3 separate regions of the Sus scrofa genome follow, and regions 2 and 3 are each linked to region 1. Evidence: chromatin contacts called from public Hi-C and HiChIP or PLAC-seq data. All regions are on one chromosome and are shown on one strand. The core of a region is the stretch at or near the end of the contact, and the rest is flanking DNA. Distances in the headings are between cores, read along the strand shown. Region 1 holds the start of LIN54 (protein lin-54 homolog). Region 2 holds the start of HNRNPDL (heterogeneous nuclear ribonucleoprotein D-like). Region 3 holds the start of MRPS18C (28S ribosomal protein S18c, mitochondrial).

Region 1 (2,618 bases), core at 67-2,566:
AAAAAAAAAAAAAAAAACAAAAAAACCCAAAGGGATGTGGTACATATACACAAGACAAATGGATGGATTCAGAAGGTGTGGTACATTTACACAATGGACTCCTGCTCAGCCATAAAAAAGAACAAAATAATGTCCTTTGCAGCAACATGGGTACAACTAGAGACTCATCCTAAGTGAAGTAAGTCAGAAAGACAAATACCATATAATGTCACTTACACGTGGAATCTAAAATACAGCACAAGTGAACCTATCTATAGAAAAACCTCAAGGATGTGGAGAATAGACTTGTGGTTGCCAAGGGTGAGGGGTGGGAGTGGGATGAACTGGGAGTCTGGAGTTAGTAGATGCAAACTATTGCATTTGGAGTGGATAAGCAATGAGACTCTGCTGTATAGCACTGGGAACTATATCCAGTCACTTGTGATGAAACATGATGGAGGATAATGTGAGAAAAAGAACGTGTATATATATATAAATGTATAACTGGGTCACTTCGCTGTACAGCAGAAATTGACAGGACATTGTAAATCAACTACAATTTTAAAAAAACTAAAACAAAGTGATTGCTGCCTCTGCTACAGCAAGTCTCACTTCCTCCATTGTGTTCCCAGGCTACAGTCACTCACGTTGACCTGCATGTCCTCCCTGCTCCATTAGCAATTACAGACTGTACCACATCATTTTATATTATGCATTCTCTATTGTTTCCTCTGTAGTTTTTGTCTCATACAGAGCAGTTATTATCTGAATCTCTCAGTGCCTGCTTATCCTACTCCAAATTTGGGTTATCTTTTCTCACCTTACAAAAAGAATAGCGGGAAAAAGAAAAGGAAATGGTGATCAAATACAAAGAATTTTGACTGTGTTAGTCTTGGCTGTACACTGCAAACGAAAGTCTCTTTGAAAATAAGTTTAACTCTGCATGGTCTCCCACGGGCTTTTCAGCGACCCCTGCAACATTAGGGCCTAAAAAACGAAAAGATTTGGCATCTGTGATTACTGATCACTCCCCACCCAAGTACATCAAACAGCGGCAAGATGCTGGAAACTGCACCCACAGCAGAGACTTCCTAACAAGGAAAGCGAGACGGTAGCGCGGTCCCTTCCAACCTCCCAACTGCAGGCGCGATCCCGCTCTTCCCCCTCCCAGTCTCAGCCGGATGGAACATTCCGTGCGAAAGCTTGGACCGGGCGCCCACTCCGGGTCACGTGGAGCAGGAGCGTCCTGCCGGCGCCTTGCGGGATGACGCTCGCTCGGGTTGCCAAGGGGCGGGGCAAGGCGCCGCGGAAGGGGCGGGGCGAAGGAAGCCGGCCGGGAGGCGGGGCGGGCGGAGCGGAGGGGCGGGCGGAGAGGGGCGCGCGGGCGGGGAGGGCCCGGCGTATTATGGGATGCGGCGGTGGAATGGCGCTGGGCGCGTGATTTTGAACAAACCCGGGTCTGTGTCTCGGAGGCGCCGCCGCCGCCGCGGCTGCTGGGAGCCCAGGGAGCGCGGCGCGAGGAGGAGGCGGCGGCGCCGCCGGCTTTGGTGAGTGTCAGCCCCCGGGGTGGGGGCTTCTGGGCGGGCCGGCGGGAAAGGGGGCGCTGCGGGTGGAGGCGCGGGCGGAGGGCGCCGGACCGCCCTCTCCGGGAGCCCGGCTAGTGGGTCGTGGCGGAGAGCGGGAACCTGCAGTCTGGGGGCCGCCGCGCCCCATCCCCGGGCCGCAGGGGGCGGGAGGAGCCTCCCGGCTCGGGCCCTTCCCGCCGGCCCTCGGGAGGGCGGCTGTCACCCGGCTGGGCCGCCGCTCCGCCGGCAGCCTGTCCTTCTGGGCGGTCTGGAGGGAGGGCTCCCGTGGCTGTTGACACGCACACGGCGCGGCCCGAGGAGCCGCCGTGTCGGCCCCGGGTTTCTGGGAACCGGTTTTGCTGCTGTGTCATTTCGTAGCAGCCCTTCCTTTCCCTACTGCCCGCCGCCCGGTTCTTCCTACGCCCCTTTGTATGGTGTCTTCGTGTGTGTCCGTTTTCCTCGCGAAGCCCACCAGCCAAATGTCATAATGTTCCCGAGGTGCACGGGGAAGGGAGCGGGCCAGGGCTTAGCCTGGCCAAGCAACGGTAAACACCAAGCAGAGTGCGGATGGATGGGGCTGGCGGAGGGGAAATAAAGTTTAAAGATGAAGAAGCTGGGCAGGCTCGATACTCCTGGCGTCTAGCAGGCTGCATAGAGAAACGACGACTGGGCCGATTGATAGATAGCACTTGTTTAAGCCTGAAGCTGCCGTCTTTTATGTGGAATTGTCATTCAAGCAAGGTAAGGAAGTGAAATGGCTTTTTCAGTTTCTTACTCTCTCTTCTTAAACTAACTTTGAAGAAAGACAGTCGAGTGGCTCTGTTCGAAATCTGTACATTCCGTTTGCTCATTTCAGACAGGTCTTATGCTGTAGTCGAATGGTAGGTATAGAATCCAGCTTTTGGATGGGTGGTTATCAAACCTGAAATCAATAAAGGCAGCTAATTTACGTGTTTTTTTTTTTTTTAATTCTGATCCCGTCAGAAGCTTGCAGCTTAGGTTTTCTTGTTATGTCTTTGATAATTAAAATAATCTGTATTTTCTTTTCGTTATTCATTAAACTGCACAATGGTG
Region 2 (2,618 bases), core at 58-2,557, 470 kb after region 1:
CCCTGCCTTTGCTCAGCGGGTTAAGGATCCGGCGTTGCCATGAGCTGTGGTGTAGGTTGCAGAGGCGGCTCGGATCCCGCGTTGCTGTGGCTGTGGTGTAGGCCGGCGGCTACAGCTCCAATTCGACCCCTAGGCCTGGGAACCTCCATATGCCGCAGGAGCGGCCCTAGAAATGGCAAAAAGACAAAAAAAAAAAAAAGCAAAGTTACAGGTTTATGAACTGGGTGTAGACAAGGGTTGGTTACCACTGACATTCTAGGAGGAAGGTATTGGCTAAGAACTTTAGGCTTCCATTTTTGAAGAAAATGAACGGAATCTAGACATGTTTGCTAGCCTAATCCAGCAACGCACAGTGTGCAGTTCGGCCACTAAAAGCAGGAGTGGGAAACGGCAAAGATCAACCATTACTGCTTTAAGATACCTGGGCTACCCGAAAAGTCACACTTCAGTCTAGAAGCGTGGGACTAGAAGCCTCAAGGACAGCTAGACAGCGGCCACCACCTCGCCAGGTTCAACCCGGCACAAGGCGGGCGCACACCTGTCGGGCGACTGGGCGCACACCTGTGGGGGGGCCACACTGCCCTCCTCCGTCCCCTCTTCACCACCATCTCCATCTCTTCCCCAACCACCTGCCTCTAGCGGAAGGCGAGGACCCGGGAAGGTTAAGACAAGGCGGTGAGGCACAGCATCCCTGCAACCCGCCGCAGACTACGTCCTCCCACCCCAGAGCGGGTGCAAAGCCACACCGTCTCTCCCACGCCTCCGGTCTCCAGGGCGAGGTCTGCAACACTTTAAAATACTTCATTGTTTGAAAGCACAAGTAACTTCCCCGCTCCCTTCCGCCCCTCACCTTCACGAAAGCAATCGGGGTTGTGGTACCTTCGATATCTAACAGGATCACAGTGACTTCGGCGGGCACCGAAAGCACGACCATTTCCCTACCGGATGATACCACGGGAATCGGCCTACTGGTGGGGAGGGCGGCGGGCGGCGCCGGCGGCGGCGGCGGCAGCAGCGGGCGAAGCTTCCGACAGTCCCGCAAGGACCCCAGAGCGGGCAACCGCGCCCTGCCGACGCACGAGGCGGAGAGGACCCCTCCGCGGCCAAGGAAGCAGAGAAACCCGCAGGACGGGCGCCCAGAACTCGGGAGCGATCCGGGGCCGGAGGCCGAGACCACGTGGGTAGGGAAAGGGGCGGTCCTCCGGGGCCCCGAGGGGGCGGGGAGAGGCCCTGGCGCCGATGCCGATTGGCCGCTAGAGGGCCTCGCACCCGATCCGTCAAGATGGGCCTCGCGTGGGCGGGAACAAAGAGGCGAACGCGGGAGCCGGGTGCGCGGGCGCGCGCCCTCCGCAGACTGGTAGAGCGAGCGGGAGAGGCCCGGGGCACGTGCAGACGGGAGCCCCGCGAGTGGCGCGCCGGGGATGTGAGTGCCCCTTGCCCTCTACGGCACCTACCCTCCCTCCCCGCCCACTGCCTCCGCGTTTGCGTATTGACAGTAATCCGACCGGGCCCGCGCCCCTCCTCCCATCCTCAGCCAGCAACAGAGGCCGTTTGGGTCCCGGCCAGCCGAGCGGCGTGGGCCTGCGATCGGCCAGGGAGGCCCGCCGCGCCCCCTCGGCCCGCGCGCCCGTGGCGGAGCGGAGAGGCGCCCGTCCTGCGCCGCTGCCCGGAGGGGCCGCCGCGCGCCCGCTCCCTGGTCGGCTGGGTCCAGGCAGCTCGAGGACAACACGCGTGCGCGCGGCGGACGGGCGGGCGCGCTCGCCACCTCGGCTGCGGGCGCCGGGCGCAGTCCGCCTCTTCCCGGAGCAGCGCGCCCACGGGGCTCATTGATAGCAGCGGCAGCCGCAGCAGCAGCTCGGCACTGGGGATCCGAGGGCGGAAAGAGGCGGGGTTGGCGGCTCTTTGCTGGGAGTGGGCTGGACCGGACGCCAGAGACAAAGGCTCTCAAGGCAAGAGGGACTGTGGCCCTGGGACGGCGCTGCTCGGGATTCGTGACCCCAGGACTTCTCGCCCCGTCGTTTTTCTCTTCTGACGCATCCCTCTCCCCAAGCCCGCCTCCCCTCGGCCGCGACCTCACTCCTCCGCGGGAGGGCCGCGATGGAGGTCCCGCCCCGGCTTTCCCAAGTGCCGCCGCCATTGTTCCCCTCCGCTCCCGCTACTTTAGCCTCCCGCAGCCTCTCCCATTGGCGGCCGCGGGCGCCGCGGCAGCTCGCTCCGCTCCTCCCTTCGCTCGCTCCCAGCTCCGCCCGGCAGGGGGCGCGCCGGGCCCAGCGCCACGTCACCGCACAGCAGCCCTCGCGATTGGCCGGCGTGGCGGCTATAAAGGGAGGGCGCAGGCGGCGCCCGGATCTCTTCCGCCGCCATTTTAAATCCAGTTCCATACAACGCTCCGCCGCCGCCGCTGCCGCGACTCGGACTGCGCGCCCGCACCCTCCGGCCGACAACCCCGCCGCCATGGAGGACATGAACGAGTACAGCAACATAGAGGAGTTCGCAGAGGGGTCCAAGATCAACGCGAGCAAAAATCAGCAGGATGACGGGTACCGCACGCGTCTCCCCCCTCCCCCAGCGCCCCGCGCGCGCCCTTCGTCCCGCGGGGGCCGCGCGCTGCTCCCATT
Region 3 (2,618 bases), core at 63-2,562, 300 kb before region 1:
TGTGGTTTCTGGGGCATTGGGGAAAGGGCGTATGTATCCCCACCATACAATCTCTTACCTGTTCTCTTCCTGAAATTTATTTCCTCTCTCTCATGGAGTAGAGACAGATTTTAATGCAAAGGAAAAATGAAAACAGACTCCTTACAGAGAGTAGGTTTTGGCAGAGAAGCACAAAGTAGATTAAAGTGCATAAATGGTAGATTCCAGGGCCCATGTCACAATTTCGCCCTGATTTGGGACCTCGGATATCGAATTTGCTGCGGGGTTACTGTGAAGATGCTTCCTATCAAGTTCTACCCGAAGATCGTAAGCATGTCCCTGCCTCCTTTTGAGAACCCCCCCATCACTGTTGTACTGGACGTCCTCTTCAGTCTTAAAAAACTAGTGACAGGCCATGACAGATTCCCACTTACCTTGGAGAAACCTAAGGCCTAGACACCGGCGTCCATTAGCGAACGGTGTCATCTCCACCGACCCAAGCAGGGCTAAGCCAACGGCTGCAAGTCTACAAAGGAGCCTAGGATGTGGAGACTTTACCTGCATGAGTCCCGGGATCCGTAAGGCAGACAGCAGCATTCACGAAGTCTGTCGACTTTCTCCTCCCCAACCGGCTGCAAAGAGACACCACAGCCGCCATGGCCCCTTGCCCCTCCTCTTCCGTTTTCCAAAGCGCCGGACCAGCCCCTTCCGGTGTGCTTCCCCTGTGGGTCCGAGCACTCGGTTCAAAGGTTCCGCAGGCGAACGCGGAGAACCAAGAGCAGCTGAAGTTTTCGATGCGCCTGCGCAGCATCTTCCCGTTCTCCACTCCCACCCGGACTCCGCGCCGCCCGCTGGGGACGTTAACGATTGGACAAGGAGAGGGCGGGCTCTTATGCTTGTGCCTCCGCTTCCGGTTCCAGAGCCCCGATAATTGGTTGGTGGTCTTTCCCAAAGGTGGATGGAGACGCGAGCCCCGTTTCCACCTGCTGCTACCTTTCCCCTGTTGCTGCACTCACCCTTCTACTGGGGTTTGGCGGCTGGGTCACTGGAGACGACGTTCGGGGAGGGCCCTCAGCCCCTGCCATGGATGATGGCGGTTCCCGTATCCGCCGGCGGGTGTCTGTCCGCAAAAGGAACCGATTTAGCACAGAGAGCGTTTTGGCCGCCCCCACCGCAGCCGAGCTTAAGCCCGGTGATGAGAAGGAAGAGGAGGAAATGGTGGCTGGGAGCCGGCGGCGGAAAACCGTGGACGTGCAGCCAGTCGAGGTACAGCCCCATCACCCCTCAAATTCCTCTGAGTTTCTTGTTCCATTTCCCACCCTTGGGATGAGGAGACACCAGGTCTCCCAGTGCGCATGCTCAATGGAAGAGTAGGCGACCAGCTGCAGGGGGCGTGGATCTTGAAACAAAAATTGGCAGATCCATTCCCAGGTGCAAACGCCAGCTGCCCAATTATCTGCCAGCGTTCAGGTGCTCACCTCGTTTTTGTTATCGATGTTAATCTCACTTGTGAGGTATTGCACTGTTGGCCCGTTTTTTATATATACATGTAAATAAAACATAGACCTCAAGACATACAAGTTGTACGCACAGCAAGTGTGGCATGCTGAAATGCATGTGGCATGACTGAAATGCAAACCTAGCCTTTCAAGTTTATGCCACTTAACCTTTCTCCGCCCCCGTTTCTTCATTTGTAAAATGGGAATGATAGTTTCTATTTAAGAGGATGATTTACATTTTGGTCTGTGATACATATATAACCATGTAACGATGTATCTGAGAGAGCCCTTGGCTGAAATTTTTATTCTTTTTTTTTTTTTAATGGTTGCACGCACGGCATATGGAAGTTCCTGGGCCAGGGACTGAATCAAAGCCGCAGTTGTGACAATGTCAGATCCTTTAACCCAGTGGTCCTGGCTGGGGATGGAACCCATGCCTCCGCAGCACCCAGAGTGCTGCAGTCGGATTGGTAACCCATCTGCGCCATATCAGGAACTCCCGAAACCTTTTTTTTTTTTTTTTTTCTTTGTCTTTTTACTATTTCTCTGGCCGCTCCCACGGCATATGGAGGTTCAAATCAGAGCTAGAGGTCAAATCGGAGCTGTAGCCACAGGCTTATGCCAGAGCCACAGCAACGCGGGATCCGAGCCGAGTCTGCTTACCTACACCACAGCTCACGGCAATGCTGGATCCTTAACCCACTGAGCAAGGCCAGGGATCAAAACCGCAACCTCATGGTTCCTAATCGGATTCGTTAACCACTGAGCCACGATGGGAACTCCTCCGGAAACCTATTCATGAAGCTAGAATTGACCACAGATCTTTTGTTTTCTTTCCAGAATATTGACAGTGAAGAGGACATGTTTGGTGACTATGATAGTTTTGCTGAAAACTCTTTTTTAGCTCAAGTTGATGACCTGGAACAAAAATATATGCAAATTCCAGAACAAGAGGAGCATGCTACAGATCATGCCCCTGAAGATCTTTGTTCAGAAAGCATTAAACACAGCATCCTCAGCAGTAACACTGTAGGCGACTTCACTGGAGTAAAAACAGAGGAGCACACAAAGAACCAGAGTGGGCATGAAGATGTCGCTACTGAACCTGAAGCTGATCTTTTGTATGATGTACCTTCTTCA

Evidence for each region. Hi-C and Micro-C count contacts between places; a contact is called where the count stands out from the background. HiChIP or PLAC-seq counts read pairs in DNA pulled down with a chosen protein or histone mark.
Region 2: a contact with region 1 is called in a Hi-C map of liver, with 5 times the contacts expected there. The contact joins the promoter of HNRNPDL here to the promoter of LIN54 in region 1. A contact is called at or near these places in 4 of 47 Hi-C or Micro-C datasets (fibroblasts, heart right ventricle, liver and 1 more).
Region 3: a contact with region 1 is called in an H3K27ac HiChIP or PLAC-seq map of alveolar macrophages. The contact joins the promoter of MRPS18C here to the promoter of LIN54 in region 1. A contact is called at or near these places in 2 of 47 Hi-C or Micro-C datasets (heart right ventricle and skeletal muscle) and 1 of 2 datasets of contacts at active chromatin or transcription factors (alveolar macrophages).

What each region holds. Positions count from the first base shown.
Region 1 is chr8:135,329,552-135,332,169 of Sscrofa11.1, forward strand. LIN54 (protein lin-54 homolog) reads left to right here and starts at 1,317. Exons shown (of 13, transcript XM_021101867.1): 1 at 1,317-1,526.
Region 2 is chr8:135,801,223-135,803,840 of Sscrofa11.1, forward strand. It overlaps HNRNPDL (heterogeneous nuclear ribonucleoprotein D-like), which reads left to right and starts at 1,308. Exons shown (of 9, transcript XR_002346906.1): 1 at 1,308-2,540. It overlaps ENOPH1 (enolase-phosphatase 1), which reads right to left and starts at 1,111. Exons shown (of 6, transcript NM_001243830.1): 1 at 851-1,111. The coding sequence starts at 934.
Region 3 is chr8:135,025,407-135,028,024 of Sscrofa11.1, forward strand. MRPS18C (28S ribosomal protein S18c, mitochondrial) reads right to left here and starts at 1,313. Exons shown (of 7, transcript XM_003129356.5): 1 at 996-1,313; 2 at 538-701. The coding sequence starts at 637. It overlaps HELQ (helicase POLQ-like), which reads left to right and starts at 712. Exons shown (of 17, transcript XM_013989417.2): 1 at 712-1,245; 2 at 2,319-2,618. The coding sequence starts at 1,063.